2 separate regions of the Mus musculus genome follow, and region 1 is linked to region 2. A link is a contact called in public HiChIP or PLAC-seq data. All regions are on one chromosome and are shown on one strand. The core of a region is the stretch at or near the end of the contact, and the rest is flanking DNA. Distances in the headings are between cores, read along the strand shown.

Region 1 (5,530 bases), core at 1,862-4,361, 730 kb after region 2:
GCTCCTCCAGATGATCACCCTGGACTCCCACCCAGACGTATTCAAGGGGAATGTGAAGCTGGAGAAAGGCCTTCCTGGCCCTTCCCGATCTCTCTTTATAACCCAGGCTCCTCTCCTCTCTGGACATGGTGTGATTCAGCCCTTGGGAAAATCTGACCTGCAGGCTACACCAGTCATGGCCGGCCAGCCACACAGGCTTTGTGTTCAGGCAGTCATTCCTGCCTGTGTTGCCTGGACTCTGCTTGGCAAAACCCACCAACCCTAACAACACTCTCCACCTTCTAAGAAGCCCCCTAGACCCCCAAAAGGGCTTCTTGGCCTTGTGTTCTCAAGCCCCATCACATGGCTAGCTGGGCCTCTCCCTATATCTTCCTACTAACGGTCCCCTGTCCAGCCCTTCATACCATCTGCCTTTTGAAGGCAGAGACAGGTTCACTCTCTTTGGGGCCTCAGAACTGAGAGAAGGCACTGGCTTGATAAACGTGAGACTTGTCTCCCTGTGTTACCATCATAGCGCTTTACTAAGCAAGCACCAGAATACTACCCAGCCTCTTCCAGACATTACCTTCCATTGCCACAAGAACCAGAAACCCAATGTAGCCCAGACTCCATTTCCTAATAGAAAGCAACCAAGGCTCAGGGAAGTCTGGTAACTTGTCCAAAGTCACATAGCCCATAATTCACAGAGCTGGGCTTCTAACCCAGATACTCTGGCTTCCAGGGCTACCCCCAACTCTGCTCTGTCTGGGGATTCACTTCCATCTCACTGACTAGAAAAGACTAAAGAATTCATGAAAGGCAAAGCAGAGCCTATCAGAAGCAGTCAAGGTAGTAGGACAGTGGGAAAGCAAGAATGCAGAGTAGACAAGGTGCAAAAGCAAAGGAGAGGGCCTCATGTGTCTCCTGTGTGGGCTGCTGCCAGGGTAATAGCCCAGAAAAAACACACCACTGGGTAAAGCAGGGGACAGAAATTTCATCCGGAAAGAACAGGCCAAGGTGACCTCAGAGGTCCTCCAAACAGACTTGATTGTCCTTAATTTCTCTCTAGGTCCATGAGGCTGACTCAAGGAAACTCAGTTCGGTCACCCCAATTTCTACATGGGTGCGTGCACACACACACACACACACACACACACACACACACACACACACGCCAGTTCCCAACTAGATTGCATGCAGATTGCAAATTCTCTGAAACTGTCACGGGAATGTCTCAAACCCAGCCAAGAAAGAGTCTGGGGCAAGCATGTACTCACTAATTGCTGGCCTCGGTACAGAAGTTCAGAGTTTGATGTAGGCAACAGCTCTCCCCGGGGTTTGCCTCTGGCCAGCTGAGACTCATGAAAGTATGCTCCTGAGTTATCAAAATATGTATACCTTTTCTGACGCTCACTGTAGTCACCCAGGAGTGTGGAAAGAAAGAGGAGCATGGTTTCAAAGAAGCCACTAACCTTCCCCAAAGTATCAAAAAAAAAAAAAAATCCCCTGGTACAGTCACCTCTGAAAGTGTACAAAGGCCCTGTGTGTGACTAAAAATCCACTCGCACGACCCGCAGACCCCCCGGACTCACACTGCCGTGGTATCCTTAGGTGCCGGAATTTCACACCGACCACATTTGGCAGGAAAAGAGAAAATGTATCACACACGCTCCACCGTGCTCATGAGGCAGGTCTGGAAAGGGTGGAGTTACCTCAAAATCCAGAAGTACAAGAGAACAAGAGGGAAGGAAGGGTGGTTTTTATGACTTGTCACTGTCAATGTCTCCAACCTTATGTCCCAGTCCGAGCTCCTGGCCTCTAGTATCATCCCTGAGCTCGCAGTCCAGGACTCCTCTCACCCTGTAAGGGTTCCGATGTCATATTCCCCAAAACCCAAACCAAAGGCCCTCGGGTCCCATTGTCTGTCTGCCTGGGCTCAGGATGAAGACTGAAGGAGAGGGTAGGTTGCTTACACCTTCAAGGGAAGACTTATCCAGGCTCTGGGACCAAACAATGGGTAGAATAGGTGCTCAGAAACTTCTGGTCCGTGGCAGCGAGCCCTCAGAGCCCAAATCCACCTGCCCACTCAGAACCCAGCAAACCCCATGTGTCCAAAAGGAGACACCGTGCCTGGAGTCTGTGGGAAGCTGTTCTCCTAGGTGCCAGGAAGGCTCCAGGTACCCTAGAGGAATAAAGTGCTGTACAGTGGGAAGGACCTGTCACAGCGGAGAGCAGAGATCGCAAGGGGCAGGTGTGAGGAAGGGCTGAGGATGCTTCCAGGGCCCTTTGAATCTGGCACCTGCAAATGCGCTCCTGGTTTCTGGTTTCCTAAAAACCTACCAAGGCACTGACTCCTCTACTGGCGACGGAGCCCAACGGTCTAGCGCCCCCCACCCGATTCCGGTCCCTCTGATCCGTCAGGGTGGGAGAGCAACCAGGGGTCGAGGGGGTGGAGGGACTCCCAGTGGACGGGCGGATCCGTACTCACAGGCGCTCGGTGTTCCGTGGGATGTTCTTGGGGATGGCCTGCAAACCCGTGCCGTGGCAGTCCACCGTAGTGCCGGTGCAGGTGCAGAGGGCGGGGCACGCCGTGGCCCCCAGGCGCCACGCGGCTGCCCACAGCAGCAGCCACAGCTCCGGTCGGCTCAACCCCGAAGAGGACCCGCGCTGGGGCGTTAGCGCCATGGTGCCTTCGCCGTGTCCCGTTCGCGTGCCAGACGGCCGCAGCCGCTGACCATCCCCGTCCGGGGCTAGCTCCAGGTGCTATCCCCACCGAAGGACCGAAGAGCCGGTGGAATCGTGCGATGCGCCCTTGCGGATCGAGTGGTACCTAGATGCTCCCAGCGACAGCGTCTGTGCGTAGACCCAGGAAAGGCGTCTTAAGCGGAGGGCGCTCAGCTCCTCTCCCAGTGCTCGCTGCCGGCGTCTCCCTCTCCCTCCAGCTCCCAACTGACTGCTGTGAGGAGGAAAATGGGCAGGCCCCGCGCGCGCGCACACACACACACCTCGCGCGCGCGCGCACACACACACACACACATACACACTCACACCCGCACGCTCGCTCACACCCGGCAGTCATCCATCAATCGAAAAGCACACTTCCAGGGCCAGACTCCTTCCCGCCCTCCCCCCCAAGCACGGACCACCGCCCGCCTCCTCCCCACCACTTCTCTGCTGCTACAGAGGTCCAGCCGCTGGCATACAGTTTCAAAGGTGCAACCTCCCAGGCGCCAAGGGCTGCGGGGGCCCGGGGAAGGGGGCTTACAGACTGGACCTGCTCTGTAAGCTACACACACACACACACACACACACACACACACTGCAATGATGTGTACATTTAGACCAGTCACTTCAGTACCCTCAGCTACTAGGGCAGAGGAGCAAAAAGATTTTTTTTCCCTACACCTTCCCTTCCCTGGGACCACAGACTTCCCCAATGGCTGAAGAGGTCACCGGGCCCCACCAACTTCCTTTGTCAACTGTTGGTGAGGCTTCTTGTACCAGATGGCCTCTCCAAGCTGTCTTTCCTTGCCCAGCCTGGGACCTTGAGGGAAGAGACTTGAGAGAATATAAAAGCCTCAGGCCAGGTTAGTCTTCTCCCTCAACACATACTCTCCCTAAAGGCAGAACCCAACCTCTTCCGGGAACAGAAGCCAGCCAGCTGGGATGACAGGAGTCCTGACAGGACTTTGTAAGTCCGGAGGGGAGGTGTTTTCTACACAAGCCTCTCTACTGGTATACCAATAGGAAGCCACCTTGGAAATCCAGCAACTAGCCTCTCCACATCTGGCAGGTGGAAACAGAAGAAAAGGAATATTTGGTCCTCTCAAAAGGCCAGAGTGGAGAGAACACAGAACCTGTTTAGAAGAAAAAAACACCACCCAGTCAACTGGTACCTGAATAGGACCTCGGGCCTCACAGCCCCATGGGCAAGGAATTTTCTTATTCTGACAGAGTTGGGGATGTGGGTGTGAATAGGAAATCCAGTGAGGGACAGAATTCCCTCCAACCCCAGAAAAGAAAGCACCTCCCCCAAAACGGACAGCTGTGGCTCTCTGGGTCTCTAAAGAGCTGAGCTCCGGATGTGAGGGAGATCTGGCTGAGACATCTGTCATCCCATTGATCAACAGGGTTGATCTGGTGATCTGAGTGTCACTGTGGGTGTCCCCTTCCTCCTATTCCACACCATGTGCATCCCTTCCAAAGCTTTGCACTCAAAGAGAAGGACTTCCCCCCCCCCCCCCCCCCCCCCGATAAAGATGGCTCTGTCGAGCATTCCTCTGTTGGAAACTCCACGCAAGCTTTGGAGTTCGTGTTGAGCTGAGCTCCGGGAGTCAGGGCCCTATGTGCAGATAACAACTGGGCATCAGAAGTAGCTCAGATGGTCAAGAGTCAAAAGCCCCCCTAGTGGAGCTACTGCAGGGTCCCCCTTCTTGGGGGGAGGGGGGAGCAGAACCTAAGCCCAGCAATGACGGCAGTTTGTCACAGTGGTGAGATACTGAAGTCACCACACGATTAGAGGCGTGGGACTCACCTGGAACCATTGGATGCTTGGTTGTTTTCCCTCTGGATCAGACTCTTCCAGTTACTTTACCATATACTGCATAAGGCCCTGTGGTCAGCATGGCACACTTGAATGTCTGACTCCATTCAAGACAAGCCCTGGACCACACTTCTGATCAGAGCACAGTCTCTACATCCCAGCTCTATCTCTTGAAGACAAATTTGGTAACTTGGGGAGGGAGCTTTCTCTGCCAGTCCTTACAGTGTGATATCAAGAGCTTCTATCACTGGGATCTAAATATAAAAGGGCCACTTGCCTCTTTTCCCAGAAAGCCAGCCTGTCCTCTAAGGACTTTTCCCCCCCTCCCCCTCCCATCCCCCAGCACTAGGAAATCCTCACACTTTAGTGTCGTAATTGTCTATTCCTCAATAGTTGAAGCTGTTCACACTGGTGTTCCTTCCCTGACACCCCACTAGCAAAGTGCCACCCCTTTGCGTCCCTCACTTCCTCCTCTGGCACCAACCCCAGCATTTGGCACTTAGTAGGCCCATCACAGACAGTGCCCAAACTATGTACGCCTCCAACCTTCTGCTCCAGAGGTGTTCCTCTCTCCCAACCCCGTAATCTCAGAGGCTCTTAGAAGCCAGGACCCATGTGGGGAAGGGGAGAGTGTTGATTAACTGGGCGACATGCCCTGGAGTCCTCGGAGTGGCAGGGAGAACGGGGACGGGGAGGGGTGAGAGGAGGCGGGCGGGGGTGCAAGATCAACCTTGCTCATGGCTCTCGAGAGCTAGGCTCTACACTAGAAGCTTCCAGATTCGCCTGGCCAGTGAGTTCCAAGCAGGCCCTAAGCCAAGTTGTCAACGCCTGGCAAGGCCTGGCCTCTCCTTTGAAGGGAGGGGAGGAAGGAGGGCAACTCAGACCCAGGACAAAGACTCCCCAGCCAGCCCATCATGGGAGGCCCTGCCCCAGTAGCCAGGCAGCTCCCCAAGTTGGCTCCCATCCCCAGTTCCTCCACCTCAGAGCCTGGCGGGCTCCTCGCTCCTA
Region 2 (5,827 bases), core at 1,982-4,481:
GAGCCTCGGTGTTAAAGTCACTGCTGAGTCTGATGACCTGAGTTCAATCCCTAGAACCCATGAAGTAGAAGAGAACTGACTTCAGCAAATTGTCCTCTGACCTCTAAATGTGTGTGCATATGCACACCCCCACACATGTGAACACACATACACACAAGCACTCATGCATACACACGCTAAATAAATCAAAAAGAAAAAAGAAAAATCAATAGAAGCCACACAATGAAGAGAGTGCATAATATGTCCTGCCAATAAATCCATGCAGTCATAGAAACTACCTTTTTAAAAAATGTTTTTCCATTAAAAGAAGACATTTGGGCTTGGTGCTAACTTTAGCTTAACTACCCACCTCCTTCTCACTCTTTGATTCTCTCCTATGCTCTTGACCAATCTTCTCTCTTCGATTTCTCTCTCTCTCTCTCTCTCTCTCACTTCCTCTAACTAAGCAGTGTCACATGGTGAGAATGTTCCCAAACCGACTTAACTATAGTTAACTAAAGTGATTTTTTTTCCTTTCAAAACTACCTATTTTCTGCTGTTTACTTGATATACTTTGTTATACTTTGAGTGTGTACATTATTAGCATGATACAGCAATTTTCCCTGTAAATATTGATTTATATTTCTCTTTTTATTTTCTTGATTTTTTTTAACTTTCATATTTATTTTATTGTTTTGGTTGTGTGTGTGTCTGTTGTATGTACACATGAGTGAGGTACCCGAGGAGCCCAGAAGAGGGTGCCAGATCCTCTGAAGCTGGAGTTAAGGTGGTTGGGAGCTTGCGAGGAAACAGGCAAGAATGATATATGCTGCTAACCACTGAGCCATCTTTCCAGACCCTCTGTATTAGTCAGGGTTCTCTAGAGTCACAGAACTTATAGATAGTCTCTATATAGTAAAGGAATTTATTGTGATGAAGAGCAATGTGGAAGTGTAAGCCGAATAAACCCTTTTGTCCCCAACTTGCTTCTTGGTCATGATGCTTGTGCAGGAATAGAAACCCTGACTAAGACACCCTCTTTTCTTATTTTCTTTTTAAAACCATGTTTTATTTTACTTGTTGAGACACAGTTTTGCTATGTAGCCTTGGCTGGCCCAGAACTTGTGATCTTCTGGCCCCAGTCTCTTGAGTGCTGGGATTATATGCATGTGTCACCAGCCTGGTTCTAATGTTCTTTTCATTCTTTTTCTTTTCTTCTTTTCTATTCTCTTCTGGTCTCTCCTCTTCTCCTCTCCTCCCCTCCCCTCCTGTTTCCTTCCTTCCTTAGTTTCTTTCTTATGTTTGTCTTACTGTTTGAGAAAGTATTTCATCATATAGCCCTAAGCAGGTCAGGCTTTCTTTGAATTTACAGAGATCTGCCTTTCTTTCCTGAAGACTGGGAATAAAAATATGCCCCACCATACCTGGCTTCTGAGCATTATCTGTTATCTAGTGAGCAGAACTGACTACATACCTTTTAGAGCTCAGTGCTAAATAGCACATGAGGCCCCTTGTTCATCAGAACATGGATCCAGTGTGAGCCGCCTGAGTGTGGGGCACTGGGTGACTATGCAGGTTACCTCCCACCTCAGCCAGGGTATAACACTAACCTTGAGTGGACATTTCTCCAGCTCTAAGCTGAAATAAAATTAATGACAATTTGCATAGCAAATAAAATAATACAAACCCTCTCCAAAAAAAGTGTAAACACCCCCTGTCGTGGTTTTTAATTCTTTCCCCAAGGGTTTACTTATTGTTGATAACTGTCCCAGAGAAAATGTTGTTTGTCACAGCACCTGGACCAACTGCTGGGGTGTTTTGGGTGACCAGTTTTCAAAGTTTTATAACTTAATAAAATATATTAAAATGTGCTAACCATGGAAGAATGTTGATGTCAATTTCTCCTGGGGATCCGGGGCTTTACAATAAAGAATGTGGAGATGCTCTGTGCCTTTGGAACTGAGTGATATTTACCAACAAGTAACTTAACTGGTGGCTGCATTGATGGGACCAGTGATAGAGCCAGGCCCACAGCTCAGGAACTCTGAAGAACAGGTTTCTCAGGTTCCAACAAATTAAACCACTGTGACATTGTTCATCAGCTGCCCTGTAGCTTCTCTTTGTCCTGGTCCTAAGAATCTTCTCCTTAAGCCACCCTCTAGTGTGCTCACATTGTATCCAGTGTGCTCACCTTGTATCCAGTGTGCTCATGTTGTATCCAGTGTGTTCACATTGTATCCAGTGTGCTCACCTTGTATCCAGTGTGCTCACCTTGTATCCAGTGTGCTCACATTGTATCCAGTGTGCTCACTTGTATCCAGTGTGCTCACCTTGTATCCAGTGTGCTCACATTGTATCCAGTGAGCTCACCTTGTATCCAGTGTGCTCACATTGTATCCAGTGTGCTCACATTGTATCCAGTGAGCTCACCTTGTATCCAGTGTGCTCACATTGTATCCAGTGTGCTCACTTGTATCCAGTGTGCTCATGTTGTATCCAGTGTGCTCACCTTGTATCCAGTGTGCTTTCTGCATTATGTCCTCCTGGACATGGTACCTTCCCTTTGGGATAATAGAGTGACTGTCCCCCGGTCCTTTCTGCCTAAGTTGACAAGATCTTAGCATTTTCCTGTTGGTCAATGGGGATGGGGAAGAGTGATGTCCCATTTGGCTGCATGTCCCCAACAGGATGGGTTACAGGCACAGTTCATTGCATTCCCTGGGGGCAAGTATGAGCTGCCAGGAACCCCCTGCAAAGACTTGCAAGAACACAAGAAATGTTATTTTCACAATCCCTGGCATGAAGTGAGCTTGAGTGAGTTCCGGCAGGAGGGATCTCGTGCTCTGACCACCGCACTGCATGGTTCTTGCCATTGCTCTATACTGCCAGCAAACTGCTATGAATCATAGAACAGAACAGAGCAGTGGTGGCGCACACCTTTAATCCCAACACTTGGGAGGCAGAGGTAGACAGATCCCTGTGAGTTCGAGGCCAGCCTAGTCTACAGAGTGAGTTCCAGGACAGCCAGGGCTACACAGAGAAACTGTCTCAAAACAAAACAAAACGAAATAAAAAATGAAATCAGTCCTGGAAAACTACCATATGAAACTGTGAGCATCACTCTAGTTTTTACCCTCTGCCAGGCAGATGACATTAACCTTCCTGTCACTGCCTTCCCTCCTCCTACCTCCCAGAGCTGATGCTCTCTAAAAGGATAAAACTAAAAACAGACCCAGGATTCTTACCAGCAAGGTAAAAAAAAAAAAAAAAAAAAAAAAGGCAGACCAGCTCAAACATTTAAATATTCAAAAATCTGAGTTATGTTGCCTACAACGACCAGCCCCCCCCAGCACCCCTCCCCCCACACACTTAGTTTATAAAGCTCTTTCACAGCCACTAATACAGTTGAGCGACAAACCACATTATGGTAAGGTTGTTGGCATTTTGCCTAGGCTCCGCCCACAGTTACCTGGCAATAGCCAGGTGTGTCTGTCTCACTATAAAGGAGCTGCTTGCCCCCTCCTCTCTCTCTTGCTCTTTTGCTCCTGCTCTGTCCCCTTCCCCACACCCGACTACACCTCCACCAAGCACATTCCTTCTCTCCTTGTCTTTTTATAAAACACAACAACGGTGGCTAATATTTCTTTGCACAGAAGAAAACCCAGGGCTCAGAGCAGTTGTGTGTCTTGCTCACAATGACTGAACGGGAGAATAGGGGGAGGGGCTTTCTGATTTGGGGGCCTGTTCTTTCCACTCTCCCACGCAGCTATTTATTGAAATGTAGCTTCGGTTCAATGTACATTTGTCTCTCCTTTTTCCAAACAACAGAGGCACAAACGGGGCTACAAGCTCAGCTGAAGTTCTGAGCCCACAGAGCTTTCTGCTGCCAAATTTAGAAGCCATTGCCCCATGCGGATTCTTTCCAATCTAAGGAGGTTTCAGGTCAGGGGAGAAAATACAGATTCTTTGATAAAAGACTCTAGGACAACTCAGAAGCTATTGAAAGAAGAGAAACTTTGGTCCAATATCATATTTCATCCGTAAAAATAGATTTCAGGGGGTTGACGATTTAAATATGAAAATAAAACCATAAAAAAACCCCAAGAAGTAATGTAAGATTTCTGCTCCTGTTTATAATCTCTGAATGGAAAAGGATTGCATGTGATAGAAAGCCTAGGCACCATAAAATGTCCCTAAAGTGTCACTGCTAGCCAAAGAAGGGCTAGGGACATGGTGTAAAGGGTTAGAGCGCTTACTGTGGAAGCAGGAAGGCCTGAGTTTAGACCCCAAAACGTGTGCACCTATAACCCCAGCGCTGGTCGGGGGAGGGGAGGCATAGACAGGAGGATGTCAGAGGCTTGCTGGCCAGATAGTCAGCTGAAATAGTGTCCAGTCTCAATGAGAGACCTGTCTCAAAAAATACAGTGATAGAGGAAGCCATCTGATGTTGACTTCTGCTGTGTATATGTGTGTGCATGCACGTGTGTGTGTATACGTGTGTACACCTGTGAGTGTGTATTATATGTGTGTATATATAAAACAGTCTTCACATCAGCCATATAAGGTAGACAACCCACATACATTTAAAAGAAATAAGTTGTGCATGTGTGCTTGTGTGTGTGTACCTGTGTGTGCATGCACATGTGCGTGTGTTTCAATGCATGCACACATTGTTGTGTTTTATAAAAAAGAAAGGAAGAGCCAGGATTTGTTTGGTAGAGGCACAGTATGGTGAGGTGGAAGGGGGGTGCCTCTGCGGGCCCACACTGAGGTGCCAGTCATAGGAAGCATATAGACTAGAGTTTATTTAGGACATGGGGAGGGGAGTTGAGGGGGTAGAGGCAAAGGGAGAGGGGTGGTGGTGGGCGGAACAAGTGGAGAGGGTGGGGGAAGAGGAATGAGGAGAGGACAGGATAGGAGACTAAGAGTGAGAAGTGGGCAAACAGCCCCTTTTATAGTGAGTCAGGCCTAGAAGGAAAGCTAACACACACACACACACACACACACACACACACACACACACACACACACACACACGAGGCAGAGAACGCTTTGGAGCAAAGGTTAGCAACCAAAAACACAGGAAGAAGAGCGCATTTTGTTACTGTCGTCAGGTCCAAAGGAAACTCTAATTCCTCAAGCTTGAAAAAGCAGTCCAGCTATCCACAAATGAGCTCAACCTGCACGATAAGGATTTCTGGCACATAGATAAAAGCCAGCATTCCTCAGGAACATTTGAAACCGGTTCCCATCCACCAAAAGGAGGCGTTTCCCTTACCTCTAGCAGGAGCAGGGACACCTGTGGCAACTATTACCATAACAAAGCTCATGCTGGCTTCCAGGCTCCCTCCGTATCAGCCACACCTGTTACACACCTCAGAGTCCATCCTAATCCTTCTCCCCTCCCCTAACCCCCCCCAGTTCCTGGGCTTCCCTCTTCTCAGCTACTCACTCTCTCCTTAGCCCTGCCCTCCTCCATAAGCTCTGCTCCCACTGCGTTTTCTCTAGTCTCCACTCCCTGCTGCTCTCCCTCTATTGCAGATAGCCCTGGCCATGTCCTGTTTGCTTCCAACGTTCCGTCCACTTCTTTCTCTCTCTCTAAGCTGGACTCTTCCAGATGTGTCCAGCGGTTCTCTCATATCAACAATAAAGGCTTTCCCCAAATAAGTCCTACAAGACACAAAAACCCCACAAAATATTCAACAAAAATAATCTTAACAAACGCAAGAAGTGACACCCACACACCCAGGGAAGGCAAGCCAAAAATCCCACTACAGTGTCATTTTCTACATGTTACGTTATGCAGAAACCCCAGCAGCTGCTAACCGTGGAAGGAAACGAATCTGTC

The links. HiChIP or PLAC-seq counts read pairs in DNA pulled down with a chosen protein or histone mark.
Region 1: a contact with region 2 is called in an H3K27ac HiChIP or PLAC-seq map of large pre-B cells, with 3 times the contacts expected there. The contact joins the promoter of Slit1 here to the promoter of C330026H20Rik in region 2. A contact is called at or near these places in 1 of 39 promoter capture datasets (hippocampal neurons) and 1 of 115 datasets of contacts at active chromatin or transcription factors (large pre-B cells).

Annotation. Positions count from the first base shown.
Region 1 is chr19:41,740,745-41,746,274 of GRCm38.p6, forward strand. Slit1 (slit guidance ligand 1) reads right to left here and starts at 3,112. Exons shown (of 37, transcript NM_015748.3): 1 at 2,468-3,112. The coding sequence starts at 2,664.
Region 2 is chr19:41,008,447-41,014,273 of GRCm38.p6, forward strand. C330026H20Rik (RIKEN cDNA C330026H20 gene) reads right to left here and starts at 3,232. Exons shown (of 3, transcript NR_155302.1): 1 at 1-3,232.